4 separate regions of the Mus musculus genome follow, and all the other regions are linked to region 3. The links are chromatin contacts, called in public promoter capture Hi-C maps. All regions are on one chromosome and are shown on one strand. Each heading gives the region's core, a stretch centred on a gene start, on an enhancer-like site or on the middle of the called end of the contact. The rest is flanking DNA. Distances are from core to core; before and after follow the strand shown.

Region 1 (3,194 bases), core at 210-2,709, 1.4 Mb after region 3:
TCACTCCCATCTCTCTTGATTTCCCTCCCTTCCTGCCTGGCCTCTCCCTGCTTCCTCTTTCTTACAAGGCGCTCTGGTTGTGTTTCCACTTCGTCTCCAATTATGTCTAAACGCAACCCACCACAGATGCTGACATTTTAAATGTTTAGTTGTTATAGTTACTTGACTAATTGCCTGGGACACTGGCAGGGCTTCTTCTCTCCTGCAGGCAGGAGAGAAGGGAGTGGGGTGCGGAAGCCCAGCAGATGGGGTTTTGAGCCACTACTCCTGGCCTGGCTGGGACACCTTGCCACGCCCAGGAATGTGCCCCGCAGGGAGGCTCCACCAGTCACTGGCTCCAGCCAAGGCAGGTAGGCGCCCGGCGCGGTACCGCCTGGTCTCAGGATGCCAAGAACTGTGTCTCCTGCCCCGGGACAGGGGAGATGGACAAGGTCTGCCCAGAAAGTACTTCTGCCTGACCTCGCGGTCCGCCCACGCCTGCTATGTCTAAAAGGCCGGTGAAATGAGGAAATGAGGTGGGCGTGGGGGGAGGGAGGACTTTGGGGTACAGGAGAGTTAGAAGCCTCTGCAGGTTACTCACGTGCCAGATAGCGAAAAAGATGAGCGCAGCGCAGAGCACCAGGGACAGCATGTAGCAGAAAGCAGCGAAAGTGAAGGCCATGGCTGAGGACCCCGGATCCCACCACACACAAAGCCGCTCCCTGGAGACCAGTGCCTTCCCAATTAGCAGTCAGAAAGATGTCTAGTCTACACACTCCGGGTAAAAACCCAAACGACTAGAAGCACCCACGACAAGCAGAGACAGAGTTGAGGGTCAGCGAAGCCCGGACGATTCTGGCAGGACTGGAGACCCGGGACTTGGAGCGCCCACAGGCACAGAATGCCTCTGGTAGCAACAGTCCCCCTAGCCGAAGAAGAAACCTAACCAGCAGAGAACACCTGCAGACCAGTGTCAACTAGAAAGGTTCTCGAAACTAACAGGCACCGGGTGCGAGGACTCCACTCTGGACCAGGCGAGGAGGTCCGGTCCTCTGGAAAGAGCTCTCTCTGTTGGTGCCCAAGCAAAGAGGTGGGGTGAGCACGACACCCAGACTTCAACAGCCTCCGGCCAGGTGCCTGGACTCCGAATCCCAAAGCCGCTCTGTCCCCAGAGCACAAGTCTTGAGGTGGGCCAGGTCCCGTTAGCCCTGCGCCCCGGGCTGGGGTCTCCCAGCGCAGCTATGCGCACTGAGATGCATCCGGCCCCGGACCCAACCGCGTCCCCCGGCCGCCGGCTTCGGTAACCCGGTGCCTGGGAAACTGGGTCGGGCCGGGGCGGCGTGGGCTCCAGCCTGGAGGGCCAGCTCCCGGCCAGGCGGCTGCGGCGCGGGTTTCCGGCCAAGAGCGGCTCGCAGCTGAATGGGGCTCCACCTGCTGCTGCTGCTGCTTCTGCTGCTGCCGCGGGCGCCGCGAGGAATGCGGCGCTGGGACCCCTCCCTCGCGGCGCCCCACCCTCGCCGGCTCCAGAGCGCGCCCTCCCCGCGGGCGGAGACTGCAGCGGCAGCGGCGGGGGCCAGGGAGGCGGCGGAGAGAAGATGCGGTGCTCGCCCGCCTCTCGTAGGAAACTTGCGGCCCCGCGCGCGCGGAGGCGGGAGGGGCAGGGACTCTTTGAGCACGTGCGCCCGGAGAGAGTGGGAAGGCGGAAGGCTATGGCGACAACGCGTCGGCCGCCCCTAGGCTTCCAGCCCTTTGGAGCACACCAGAGCAGGGAAGTGAGGGATCGAGGGAGTGGAGGGCTCCTGTTGGTTGGGTCCTGCTTAGGCAGATTTCCCAAACTGTAATCTACTTCTGATCTAGGGTGCCTTTACTGCTCTACCCTGTGCCCCCCATAGGATTCTGAATCAGCGCCCATCCCTCGCATCCTCCACTATCCTGCTCCATCTGACCTTGGGATTATTGGAACCTGGTCAGTGGGGAGTGGGAGGTGGGGGAGGAGGGGATAAGGCAAGGGTGCAGAAAGTGTTTCTGTGTTGCTCTGTGGCATTACTAAGAGCTTACATTACTAAGAGCTTACTGTTGAAAGCAGACTCGCTCCTACCTCCAACTTTCTTAGCCTCCTTAAATAAAACCTGAATAGCAATTGAGTGTCTTCAAACCCAACAGGACCTAGCAGGGAGCAATTGGTACCCAGTCAATCCGTAAATGTAGGGACCTCTGTCACAGAGGTTAAGCATCTTAAAAAATTGTATCATAATTGCTCAATAAAAAAAAAAAAAATCCAACCCTGCAGATAGAACTTGGATTTCAGATGAGTCAGCACAGGAAGCAAGAAGAAATGTCCTGAGAGACGAGTAGCAAGCAAGTCCCCCGGGAATCTGAGGTGCACCTCAGAACATCGGATTATGTACAGAAAAGAATGCTTCGCTCCCATCCTCCCCAACCTCTGGATCTTACAGGCTTTGGCCCCTTTTCTGCCACCTCTCCATGATGGTCCCTGAAACTTAGGGAGAAGGAGTGTGATATGATTGTCCATTTGTGGCTGGCTGAGCACTCCACTGCACTTTGACAGGTCATGTATTTACCTTAACTGCCCTCCACGGCACAAAACAACTTCCCTCATGAGATCTAAGAGCTGCACCAACCTATAGGTATAGAGATACAAAGTTAGAGGACAGTTTGATACTAGTTCCATTTAGCAAAATTGTAGAGAGTGTCCTCTGGACATGAACAATTCCCCAACCATGGATTCTGGGCCAGATATATAGTAGCAGGCATGAGTTTCCTCCTCAAAGACCTTAAACCCAGTCGGGAAGCAGCTGATTGCCCCTTTAACATTCATGCCACTGTTGTGCCCATGGCATATCTTGCCACATTGTCATTACTCAGATTCATTGGGTTCACAGCTGGTTAAGACTGTTGATGAGCCACACATACACTCAGAAGCCTGCATAGCTCCTTGTGGTACTATGAAAGGTAGAAAGCAGAGAGGAAACTCCCTAATCAATGCTAGCTTGATTTCTCCATCTCCTGTCTTCTGCAATAGAACCTTATCATCAAGTTCTGGTGGGCAACCTGGAGCAAATGACAATATCCCTTGTTCTTTGCTGGTCTCTGAGACACCCCTAAATTCTACAGACTCTCCAAGTACACAAATCTCAAGATTTGGTGCTAGGTCCCACTATGAGAGAGAACATGCAATGTTTGTCTTTCTAAGT
Region 2 (3,485 bases), core at 194-2,693, 1.3 Mb after region 3:
GCCAGAGAACTCGATTGTACTGTCATGCTGAGGCTCTTTTGGTTTATTTGGGCTTTTTTTCGCAGCTGGCATCTGCGAAAGCCCATCTCCAACAGATGAGTTAGCACAATTATACCAGTTATGGGCACTCGTCTGTGTCTCACATCCTGAATCTCCAGGAAATCAAGGCAGAGCCTATAGAAGCAGAGCTATTACCCAACATGGGCATTGTGTCTTCTTATATTTAGATTTCATGGGGACAGTGATTATAGAAGCCCCGTGGTTTCATATCTTCAAGGCATCCGGCACAGGCTGAGTTCCAGCTTGGGGCCATGGGGTGAGGGGAGCTGTGGTGTGAGGGGATATGACCGCTGTGTTTGTCAAACTCTGATGGCAAGAATCATTGCATTAACCCCAGATCCCTCTTTCCTCTCCAAAACACCCAAATCAGAATCTCAAGGGAGCAGTCTGGGAAACCATCACTGGAAGAATCCTTGGGCAGTTAGGGAATCACTCTCTGGGAGAGTATAACAGTCTTGCCAAGGGAGCCAAAGGGGTCGGGGGTCAGGGGTCAGGGGTCAGGGGGCCCGACAGATCCAACTACCTATAGTCCTGGACGAAGATGTTACTTCTTAGAGCTTCCACATCCTTTCATGAACTCTAAGAGATCTTATCTGTATTCAAGGATTGAGACACTGAACAGCATACAGAAGACTCTGCAGTCGCCCTTAACTTTGGCCCCACTAGGAACTGGGTCTGCAGAAAGAGCCCCCGACACCCTGATGTAGACTATACACACCAAGAGAAGGCAGAAGACATGGACATTCCATGCACAGTCGATTGCCAGAGGCTGGGTAGGCCTTTTAGCCACCTTAGCATCTGAAGGACCCCCACTTAGGCTCAGAGCTTTCTGAGGATTGGACAGAGGGTTTCTTTGTGAGTGGGGAGAAGGCAATTAGCGGGTAGTCCTTAAAACTGCAGTCATATATCCACAGAAACCAATTCTCTGGACTCTTACCCCTGGTTCAGAAATCTTGAGTGATGATTGTCCTAAATCACCTTAGATGTTCTATATGGACTTTACTGGTGCTGGGTCATCGGTGCTCATACAGGCCTGGCCTAAAACCCCTCTCAGCTTCAGCCACCTCATGCACTGCGTGGTGAGGCCCGGACTTGGAATCCAGGCTGAGTATGTTGACAAACTCTAAAAGTCAAGCAGGTCTGTTTTCTCTACCCTCCTCGTTATGAAGGGAGGACATATGCTGTTCTGACACCTGTCTGGACTTCCTGGCACTGGTTTGGACAACAAACAGTGTGACTGTTTAACAAAAAGGAAAGAGAGTCAGAAAAGCCCTGGACAGCCTCTGACCTGCTCTGACTTCCTGGCAGGCTGAGTGTCGCTTGGTCGCCTTGACCACCAGAGGGAGAAACCTTGGGAACATTTGCTCAGGACTCTGTGCCCTGAAACAACAAACCACCATCCCATGCTCTCTTGCAGTCACTCTCCTTGACCTGGGGATTCAAGGAGTATGCTTGCCCAGAGCCCTGGAGATGCACCCCCGCCAACACCACACCTTACTATTCTAAATACATATCTCAAGCCAAAGTTGCTAACGAGCTTGGAGAAACGGGTAAAAAGGAAGACAGTGGTGGCGATGAAGGAGCTGAGCCAGCAAATCCAAGAAACCAAATGCCGGCGGGAAAGGCTGCTGAAGGACAGCAGGCAGCTACTAGAGGAAAAATACCGTGTGCAGGCTGAAAACCAGCTTTTCATGGAATACCTGCGTAAAAATAAGGAACAGTGTGAGAAGAAACAGGAGGAGCTGTGGAAGCAGTACGTCCAAGAATGTGGCGAGATAGAACGCGAGAGACAAGAATTGGCATCCAGATACAACCAGAGAAACGCAGCTCTTCAAGCCCAGCTCCTGCAGGGCAGAAAGACCCAGAAGGATTTGAAGCAGCAGTTGCAGGCACTGAAGCCAGTTTACAAGATAAAGGAGGGCCAGGACGTGAAAATACAGACCTTGGAGAAGGAGCAAGAGAAAGTCCGAAGTGAGACTGCGACCAAGGACCGGGAGGCGCACTTCCAGTTCCTGCGGGAAAAGGCACTGATGGAGAAGGAGCTGCAAGAGTGGCATCTGATGGAGCTGGGGCAGATCAACACCACGGGGCTTACGAGGAAGTACAAGGCCTTGGCGCTAGCAGCCAAGCAGGCTCATTCTGAGTTCTGTGGCAGTCTCCACAGGGAGAACCAGCAGCTACGCAAGGAGCTTCAGCAACTGAGCCAGGAGTACGGCAGGTTGGATGCTGTGAGGAGCCAGCTGGAAAAGCACCGGCAGCTGGCGAAGGAGCAGCAGTGGTACCTAGAAGCCTTGACCAGAGGGCGGCAGCGGCTGCAGGCAGAACGCGAGCGCCATCATCGTGGTCATAACCCACGCCTCAAGGAACAGAGAGCTTCAAAGACCATGCTGAGCACCAAATCAAAAGCAAGTTCAAAGTAACAGCTACTGCAACTGAATTGAGGCGCAGGGAATAATCTACAAGCCAAAAAGTATCCTTCGTGGAAAATAGAAACACACTTTCAGGAAGGGCAGTTGTTGCAGCATGGGGTCGTGCTCCTTGTCTGGGACCCACATCCTCACTGTCTGTGTCCCTGGGGCTGTTGTAGATTCCGGAGATTTAGAACACTTGGAAAACTTTTTAACGGGTTATACCACCCATTTTTATAGTAGCATTTGAAATTCTCAGAGTACCTAGTTAAGACATGTATTTTACCACACTTTTTTTTTCTTAATGTGTACTCTGCAGTCCACAAAGTATAGTGTATAGCTTACATGTTCTATGTATTTTGGGCCATTTGAAGCAAATAAGAATCTTATTTTAAATTGTAGGGGTTTGTTGGTTTAGAAGGGTTTCAGGTTTGCATTTGTGATGAACTGTTTTTGTTGAACTGTGGGCTCTGGTCTGGAAGAATAGCCTTGTTTTTGGGTCATGCCCCTGCATGGGGAAAAACATAGCCAGCTTCATGTTTCTCAGAAATTTTTGGCAATGAAAACTTCAAGGTAACTGTTTAGCTTTATTTATGTGTAAAACAGTTAAAAAAAAACAACAGGATTAAAGGGTAACTTAGCTTGTCAATGTGCCTTATCATCTACTTTTAACATTGTTGGCGAATATATATACTTTGCCATTAAACAGGGTTGTTAAAAACAAAATTTAACTGTAATTAGTTCTTAATGCTCCCCAGATTTATTAATGTAATAAAAATACTATATCCCTCAATATTTTATGGTATTATTGCCACCCCTTTGAAATGACAGAACATGCATGTGATGATGTACACCTGGTAAATAATGTAAGCATCCTGACTTGGGGTCAGGCCACTATGTCACTGGCTAACAGGTGGGTAGTGTATACAGCATGGACGCACTGGGCAAGGATGATTTGTGACCCTTATGTGATGCCAGCATGGTACAAGGTCTCACAACACTACTCAGACACACAAA
Region 3 (3,610 bases), core at 864-3,363:
CTTTCATGCCTTTGTCATCGAATGGCTGTCGAGTGGATTGCCTGAATTACCAACTGCTCTGTGCTAAGGCCTACGCTATCATTCTCCTCCCTCAGTTTTGCTAAATGTCTGCTCACTTTATTTGCCCCGTCTTCACCTTCAAAGTCTCCGAGACAGCAATATTTTCCAATGTGGAAATGGTTCATTTACGCCAAGCAATACTTGTGTTTCGTCAAATGACAATCTATCTACTTAGGCATCCTCTGTATTTCGGCTAGGAGAACGCAAGCCTGTCCTTCACAAGCCCACATCAGCAATGTCTCAAGGAGGATCCGGAACAGGCAGGAATGATGGACGGTGGTGCACAAGGAAGAAAGGGGGAGACTTAAGGGGGAGAAATTCAGACCGGAACTCCATCTGTCTTCCTTGACCACAACCAAAAGATAGCCCTCTCGCTTGGAATCAAGCATATTATAGATTAGCCGCCTTACAGGGACTGGGGCTATCAATTTGGTTTCAGAACTTCCACTTCACAGAAGAGTCCTTGACTTAATCCCCACCGTAATTCAGACCTCGCTAAGCAGTCTTCCAGAAACATACCTGAAGGGAACTCTGCAGCCCTTCCCCACCCCCAACAGTCACAGACATGCCTCAGCACACCACCTCCAAGAAAGAGAAAGTTAACTTTCAAATAAACCTGTCCTTCAACTGGTCTGACCATGTTTTCAGACCCTTCACATTCTTCAAGACGGTTTATTCTAAAGTAGTTCAAATCCAGAAGCCCAAACCTGACCTGTGTGTGAAGGGCAAAGATCAAGGGTCGAAGGGCTACAAATACACTGCTTCCCCCCACCCCCACCCCCACACACTCCTTTGATCCTCTTTTTCCTCTGGGCCAAAATGGGAAAATGTGCCAGGCTTCTTATCCTTCCTTCAGAAAAGCCCAATTGGGCTGCCGGTGGGTGTGCGAACCTACACCGGTTCCACACAATTTTCTGTGAACTCCAGGGGTTTTGCAGAAGGCTGGGACACAGGGACTCTATTTCTCAGGCACCCCTAAAGTCTGCACGTATGCAGAAGGCGCAGTGCTGTCCGGTCGGTACAGTCTCCCCTCCCTGCTGGGCCATTCAAAGCTCCCCCCACCACAGCGGGGTCACTCACCACCCGTGAGCTGTGCAGGGCCAAAGCACAGCGCCAGTTGAAACCACAGGATCACGGCCAAGAGTCTCTGGGGGGACTGAGGCTGCTGTTGCTGCAGCTGCTGCTCTAGAAATCCATCTCCATTGCTCGGGTTCATTCCATGATACATCTTTCATCCACAGAGGGCATCCAGCTTGCGAGAGTCTGCAACCAGGAGCGGAACACGACAATACCCCGGGGTTGCCCGGGCTCTGGGGCCAAGCTCTCCCTCCTCCACCCTGGGGGCCCGGTGCCTGGGCTTTGCGGGCTCCATCCCATCCCATCCCTGTTCGCCCCTGCGCAGCCCCCGCCCCCTTTCCCACAGCGAGATCCTCCCTGCCACCCCCCATGCAGGGTCCAGAGAGTAGCAGCCACCATGGGATACTGCGCGTGCGGGAGGGATGGAGGAGGGGAGAGAGGACAGGGGTTAGTGCACACTGGCTCTGTGCTGGTCCCCGGGATTCAGCGGCTCTGATCATGACAGGAAAGTCTAAAGCCTTATAGCATCAAGCGGCTGAGAAAACACTTTTCCCCGGGCCTGTACATTTCACTCTGAGGAATCTCACAATGTGCCCCCTGCTGCCCCTGGATACTTCTCTGCTTTTCCAAGGATTGGGAGGCTCCTATTGCCCCAGTCCCTTATGAAATCTGAGCTGTTATTTTTATTTTAAAAATTCCTCCCTTAGGGGAGCTGAGCCAGGAGCCAACTCGCCCAGCCCGGCCTGCGCACGCCTCCCCGGGGCAGGCAAGCCCCTTCCGGGCTCCGGCTCTTACCTGTGGGTCTCATGCATGCAGCTTCCTTCCCTCCTCCGCCTCCTCCCCCCGCCAGTCTAACCCGCATCTGTGCGCGACCTCTGCTGCCGCCTCTGCGCGAGCAAGCAAGCGAGCGAGCGAGCAAGACAGAGGAGCGAGCGAGCGAGCGAGACGGAAGCCTCGGCGGCTGCCGGGCTACACCGCCCCCGCCCGTCCCGCCGCGCGCTCCCTCCCCGGGCTCCCCCGAGTGGCCGGGGGCGGGGGTGACGAGGGCCACGGCTGCCGGGCTGCGCGCGCCCGCTACCTGAGCTCGGGAGCGCGCGGCGGCGGCGCGGAGAGGGGGAGGAAGGGACGAGGCCCGGGCGCGCGCGGGAAGGGCAGGGGCGCGCGGGCCTGCACGCGCCTCGGCGGGTCCCAGCCAGCGCCGGTAGCAGGGGTAAGGGGATGGCGTGGGCGGAGGAGGACGCCGTGGCCAATGGGAAGCCGGCGCGCCTGCACCTGTCGGGCACGAGTCGCCAGGCGGCGGCACACACGCACACGCATTCACACACGCGCATACGCGTATGCACGCACACATACCCAGGCACACGCACGCGCACACACCGCAGGTCTGCGCCGCGATCCTTCACCAGTGGCCTCTGGAGCCCTTAGCCCCGTGTGTGCCACCAGAGGCTGTGACCTCGAAGGTGGAGGTGGACAGGATGATCCCACCCAGGACCATCACCGATGACAGGGTTAACTTGAATGGGGCGGTGTAAGCACAACCCTTGCTGCTAAAACCTCAAGTTCTTGGTGACCCCGAACATCTCCACGGGTGTGAGCTTCCCCTAGAGCCCAGTGGACAGCCCGAGGAGGCTGGGTCTCTGTCTCCCGTCCCTTGCACCGTCGGCATTTTCCCTCTTGGCTGCCTTGGAGATAGACGCAAGCATCTCTCGGAGCTTTCTCTTGAGAGGCTCTCCCTCAGGGAGACAAGTGACCGGGCAGTGAGATGATGGGTGCCAATGCGGGAAAGCTGGATATCACCGGAAGCTTATTTCCTTTGGGTAAGAACCCGAAAGGATCAGGGGTCCCCAGGAAAGAACGTTCCCCTGGTCAGCGGTCCCTTCCTGGTGTCTTAAGTTCAGCCTGCTGCTAGCTCTGTTCTCCCAACCTTTGCTGTTCCCCAGCAAGCTAGACCTCCCTCTGAGGTCTGGGCCGGCTCCTAGGGTACTTGTGTGAGCCTTGGTGATTAAGGGGTGTGCCTTAATGAGGTAGGGCCGGCAGGCAGTATTTTTGAACCACTGGATCCCCATTATTCTGTAGCAATTTGTGGATATGAAAAACCATGTTTCTGATACAGCCACCAAATCATCTCGTCCTTCTATCGACTTTCCCAAAATCTCACATACTGAAGGTAGTTTGGAAATTACAGCTTTTACCGTGTTGGCTTTTACTGCGAGTAATTTTAACAAATTCTTGCAGGAGAAATTAGCTTTTAGTAGATAAATCTAGTTCAATGTTGTTGATTTTTTTTTTCGATTTGTAAAATTGAGATGTCAGCTTTGCACGGAGTAAGTTGAACAGTTTTGGTTATCACAAATGCATTTCTGCTAAAGCCTGAACTCTGAAGCCCAAAGCATTACTTGGGCATTTTTCTGTGTTTCCAAGGTCCTAAGATTGTTCGCTGCAAATTGAATATTTATTCTAGCTTATTCTCAAT
Region 4 (3,130 bases), core at 201-2,700, 1.7 Mb after region 3:
TATAATTCCTGGGATCTATACAATTCAAGGAAGCAAACAGCCTCCCATGGCCCAAATATCGTCTCCAAGAGGTGGAATGAAGGAAAAATAAAAAAGACCACACATTCACTAGAAGATGCAGATGCTGTAGACCAGACAGACAGGCTTATGTGAAGGATGGAGGAAGGGTCCCCTGGGTATTTCTGTAAGCTGGTCAGTTAATAAACAGCGACTGCTTGTTGGGGTGGGGGACAGAAAAGGGGGGAAAAGTGAGAGAACAGGAGAGAGAATGGGGTAAGAAAGCCAGAGCTAGAGAGAGGGGGAAGGGAAGGAGGGGGAGGGGGAGGTAATGAGAGAGAGAGAGAGAGAGAGAGAGAGAGAGAGAGAGAACAGTAAGTAGCACCCCCGGACTTCTTCCCGGATGCAGAGCAAGTGCTCTGGGTTCTTTCCTTATTCAGCAGGATGCTGGCTGCGGCCTCACGTGGGCTGCTCCAGCATTCAACCATCCAGTACATCCCCAGCCCCACCTCCGTGAATTCTCTGCCCAGCACCTCACTCTCAGTAGTTTCTGCAGCTCCCATTGCTGAGAACCAGTTTTGTCCCTTTTCTGGCATCCTTGCTTTACATAAAATTTTAGTTTATTTTGAGATTTTTTTTTTTTTGAGCATGTTTGGTCGATCAGGCATTTCTGTCAATTTTGTGACGTGGACTTCTTAGAAAGTGACCAAAGTTTCAGAAATACACTATCATGTCGACGTAACTCAAGCAACGGCCCTGGTTTTCTTCCCGATGGCCATCCATCTCTGTTCCCAGAAAGGAAATCCTGAGCAGCACTCATTCCTCCTCGAATATGGTCGAATTTTCATGGAGAAATATAAAGTCCTTTCTGCTTTTCAAATGGGATGGCTAGATTTGTGGGGAAAGTCCCCCTCTTGTAACAAGAATCGATGACAACTTCCCGTTTCTTTGACTTTCCCCGGCTACCGGTGAGAACACCGAATTCCATTGTTTGAGGGTGAGTTTTCATGTAGGTGGATATCACACTATTAATTATTATCAATAATTATTTTTATTTTTATGCAATATGTATATAGCATAGATAAGATTGTCGTATGTCGTTTCCTATCAACTATGCATAAGTGATTTGCAATATGCTCAAATCAAGGGTTCTCTCTCTCACACTCAAGCTCTCCTGGGTAAACGAAATGGGACTAGAACTCAAAACGAACCACAAGGCTCTGCATCCTGGGTACTGGGATGAAAGGTCTTCCCCCCCCCCCCACACACACACACACAGGCAATCTCACCCAATATCTCCCGACGTCGATCATTATGCAGCCGATCATTGTACACCCACTCAGCATCTTCCAGTGATGCGAGTTTCCTCATGGCTGGTGTGCACACCTGCCCTAGGATCTGCTCCAGGTGCAACTCCGAGAGGGTGACAGGATCAATAGCAGCTGTGGCCTGCATCTCTTATCCCCTTCACAGGCTGAGTAATACCTTTGAGGAGGTGCTAAACACCACCCAGTCACCAGCCCGGCCTGGTCAGCTGACTCTGCAGGCTGTGCCTCCAGGGTCTGAGGTTTGGATGTACCCTCCTGCAGTCTATGGGTATCACTGACCCTGCACGTAAAGGCCAGGCCTCTGCCCTAGCACGGCTGCAGCCATTTTGTTCCATGCCTGCCAACTTTTTCATAGTGTACTTGTAAAATGCCTGTCAGTTATTGGCACAGAAAAATAACTTGACTCAGAGCCGGGTTGTGCTGTGAGTCCCCTGTTACAGTCTGTATGAGTTTGTTGATATTTTTCTTTTTCTTTTTTGTTTTTGTTTTTGTTTTTCGAGACAGGGTTTCTCTGTGTCCTGGAACTCACTCTGTAGACCAAGCTGGCCTCAAACTCAGAAATACGTCTGCCTCTGCCTCCCAAGTGCTGGGATTAAAGGCGTGCACCACCACTGCCAGTCAAGGTTTGTTAATCTTAAAAGAAAAAAAAAATCACAAAGTTTTACGTAGCACCCTTTGTATTAGAGGTCAATATGAACTGTTATGTCTGCATTGGCTTGAGTCAGGACTGACTACCCAGCAGCATTCCCAGCACCTGCGTATGAACTCATTGTGGTTTTGTTGTAGTTTTGTTTTGGTTTGTTTTGTTTTTGTTTTTTTGTTTTTGGTGTGGTTTTATCCTTTATAAACTGATATAAAAAATAATGTTCAAGGTCGTAGCTTCAGCGCCTCCCCCTTCCCCCCCCCCCCCGAATTCTGAACTACAGCCCTGATGGATCAGTCTTAGAATATGCATTCAATAAACCATCCCTGTTGGACTGAGATGGGTGTTCGTGTGTTTCGTGGGGCAATTCCTGGACCCCAACATTTGGTACATTGGCCGGGAAGCCCCCTACCCTGGAACATCCCTCAGTTACTGACAGTGAATGCCAGGAAGCCAGCTGGCCCTCTATGAGGAGGAAAGTTTTTTTTGTTTTTTGGTAGCTTCCCAGTTCTTTTTCTTAGTTTGGTCTTGTTTCTGGTACCTTTTGGTGACTCAAGTAAAGACAGCTGGACACAGTAATGCTCCCTGGTCAGGAGGACAGAGGATGCTCCGAATCTCCTCTTGGCTAGGTGGTCAGAATAAAATCCACCCCTTTGGACAAAGGCTTAGTCTTTAGATCTAAAAATAAATACACTTAATTCTTGAAATTATATATAAAGAGAAAGGAGATTATAGGTGTAATTTACCCACTAAGATATTTAGTTTTAAATTTTCAAAAGGATCTTTTAAAATTTCAATTGAAAGATAAAACTTTTTTTGTTGTCGAGAGGTTTTGCCCTAGGAAAGATATAACCTGCCAGAAAAGGCCATCCCTTTCCCAGAGGTAAGCAGTTGGGACAGGGTTTTGGTTTTATCTTCCCAGGAGAATAAAAGCACCCAACTAAGGAATCTGGGACCACAGGGCAACTGAAACATCTGAAGAAAAAGGCCAGGCCAGCAAGAGAAAATGTCCCCCCACTCCCTCCCCCCAAAAAAGAGTAAGTTGGCTAAGTGGTATTGCTGCCCTCTACAGACATAAGTGGCAACTGCTCTTCATGTGGTCCCAATTCAATTAAGGAAAGCTGGCTTTGGGTTTGGAGAGAGGCTCTCTCCTAATCTAAAC

Evidence for each region. Promoter capture Hi-C pulls out the DNA fragments that hold promoters and counts their contacts.
Region 1: a promoter capture Hi-C map of embryonic stem cells shows a contact between it and region 3, with 9 times the contacts expected there. The contact joins the promoter of Cnih3 here to the promoter of Susd4 in region 3. A contact is called at or near these places in 5 of 39 promoter capture datasets (embryonic stem cells, hippocampal neurons, liver and 1 more) and 1 of 484 Hi-C or Micro-C datasets (embryonic stem cells).
Region 2: a contact with region 3 is called in a promoter capture Hi-C map of embryonic stem cells, with 8 times the contacts expected there. The contact joins the promoter of Ccdc121 here to the promoter of Susd4 in region 3. A contact is called at or near these places in 2 of 39 promoter capture datasets (the HPC-7 cell line and embryonic stem cells).
Region 4: a promoter capture Hi-C map of embryonic stem cells shows a contact between it and region 3, with 14 times the contacts expected there. The contact joins the promoter of 9130409I23Rik here to the promoter of Susd4 in region 3. A contact is called at or near these places in 3 of 39 promoter capture datasets (embryonic stem cells, hippocampal neurons and liver).

The regions. Positions count from the first base shown.
Region 1 is chr1:181,350,893-181,354,086 of GRCm38.p6, reverse strand. It overlaps Cnih3 (cornichon family AMPA receptor auxiliary protein 3), which reads right to left and starts at 1,459. Exons shown (of 6, transcript NM_001160211.1): 1 at 581-1,459. The coding sequence starts at 661.
Region 2 is chr1:181,509,409-181,512,893 of GRCm38.p6, reverse strand. It overlaps Ccdc121 (coiled-coil domain containing 121), which reads left to right and starts at 1,443. Exons shown (of 1, transcript NM_207280.3): 1 at 1,443-3,261. The coding sequence starts at 1,509. The coding sequence ends at 2,480.
Region 3 is chr1:182,762,719-182,766,328 of GRCm38.p6, reverse strand. It overlaps Susd4 (sushi domain containing 4), which reads right to left and starts at 2,113. Exons shown (of 9, transcript NM_001356461.1): 1 at 1,933-2,113; 2 at 1,141-1,323. The coding sequence starts at 1,288.
Region 4 is chr1:181,049,557-181,052,686 of GRCm38.p6, reverse strand. 9130409I23Rik (RIKEN cDNA 9130409I23 gene) reads right to left here and starts at 1,450. Exons shown (of 3, transcript NM_001033819.2): 1 at 1,287-1,450. The coding sequence starts at 1,368. Gm39716 (a long non-coding RNA gene) reads left to right here and starts at 344. Exons shown (of 2, transcript XR_003948798.1): 1 at 344-994. It also overlaps the pseudogene Gm17967.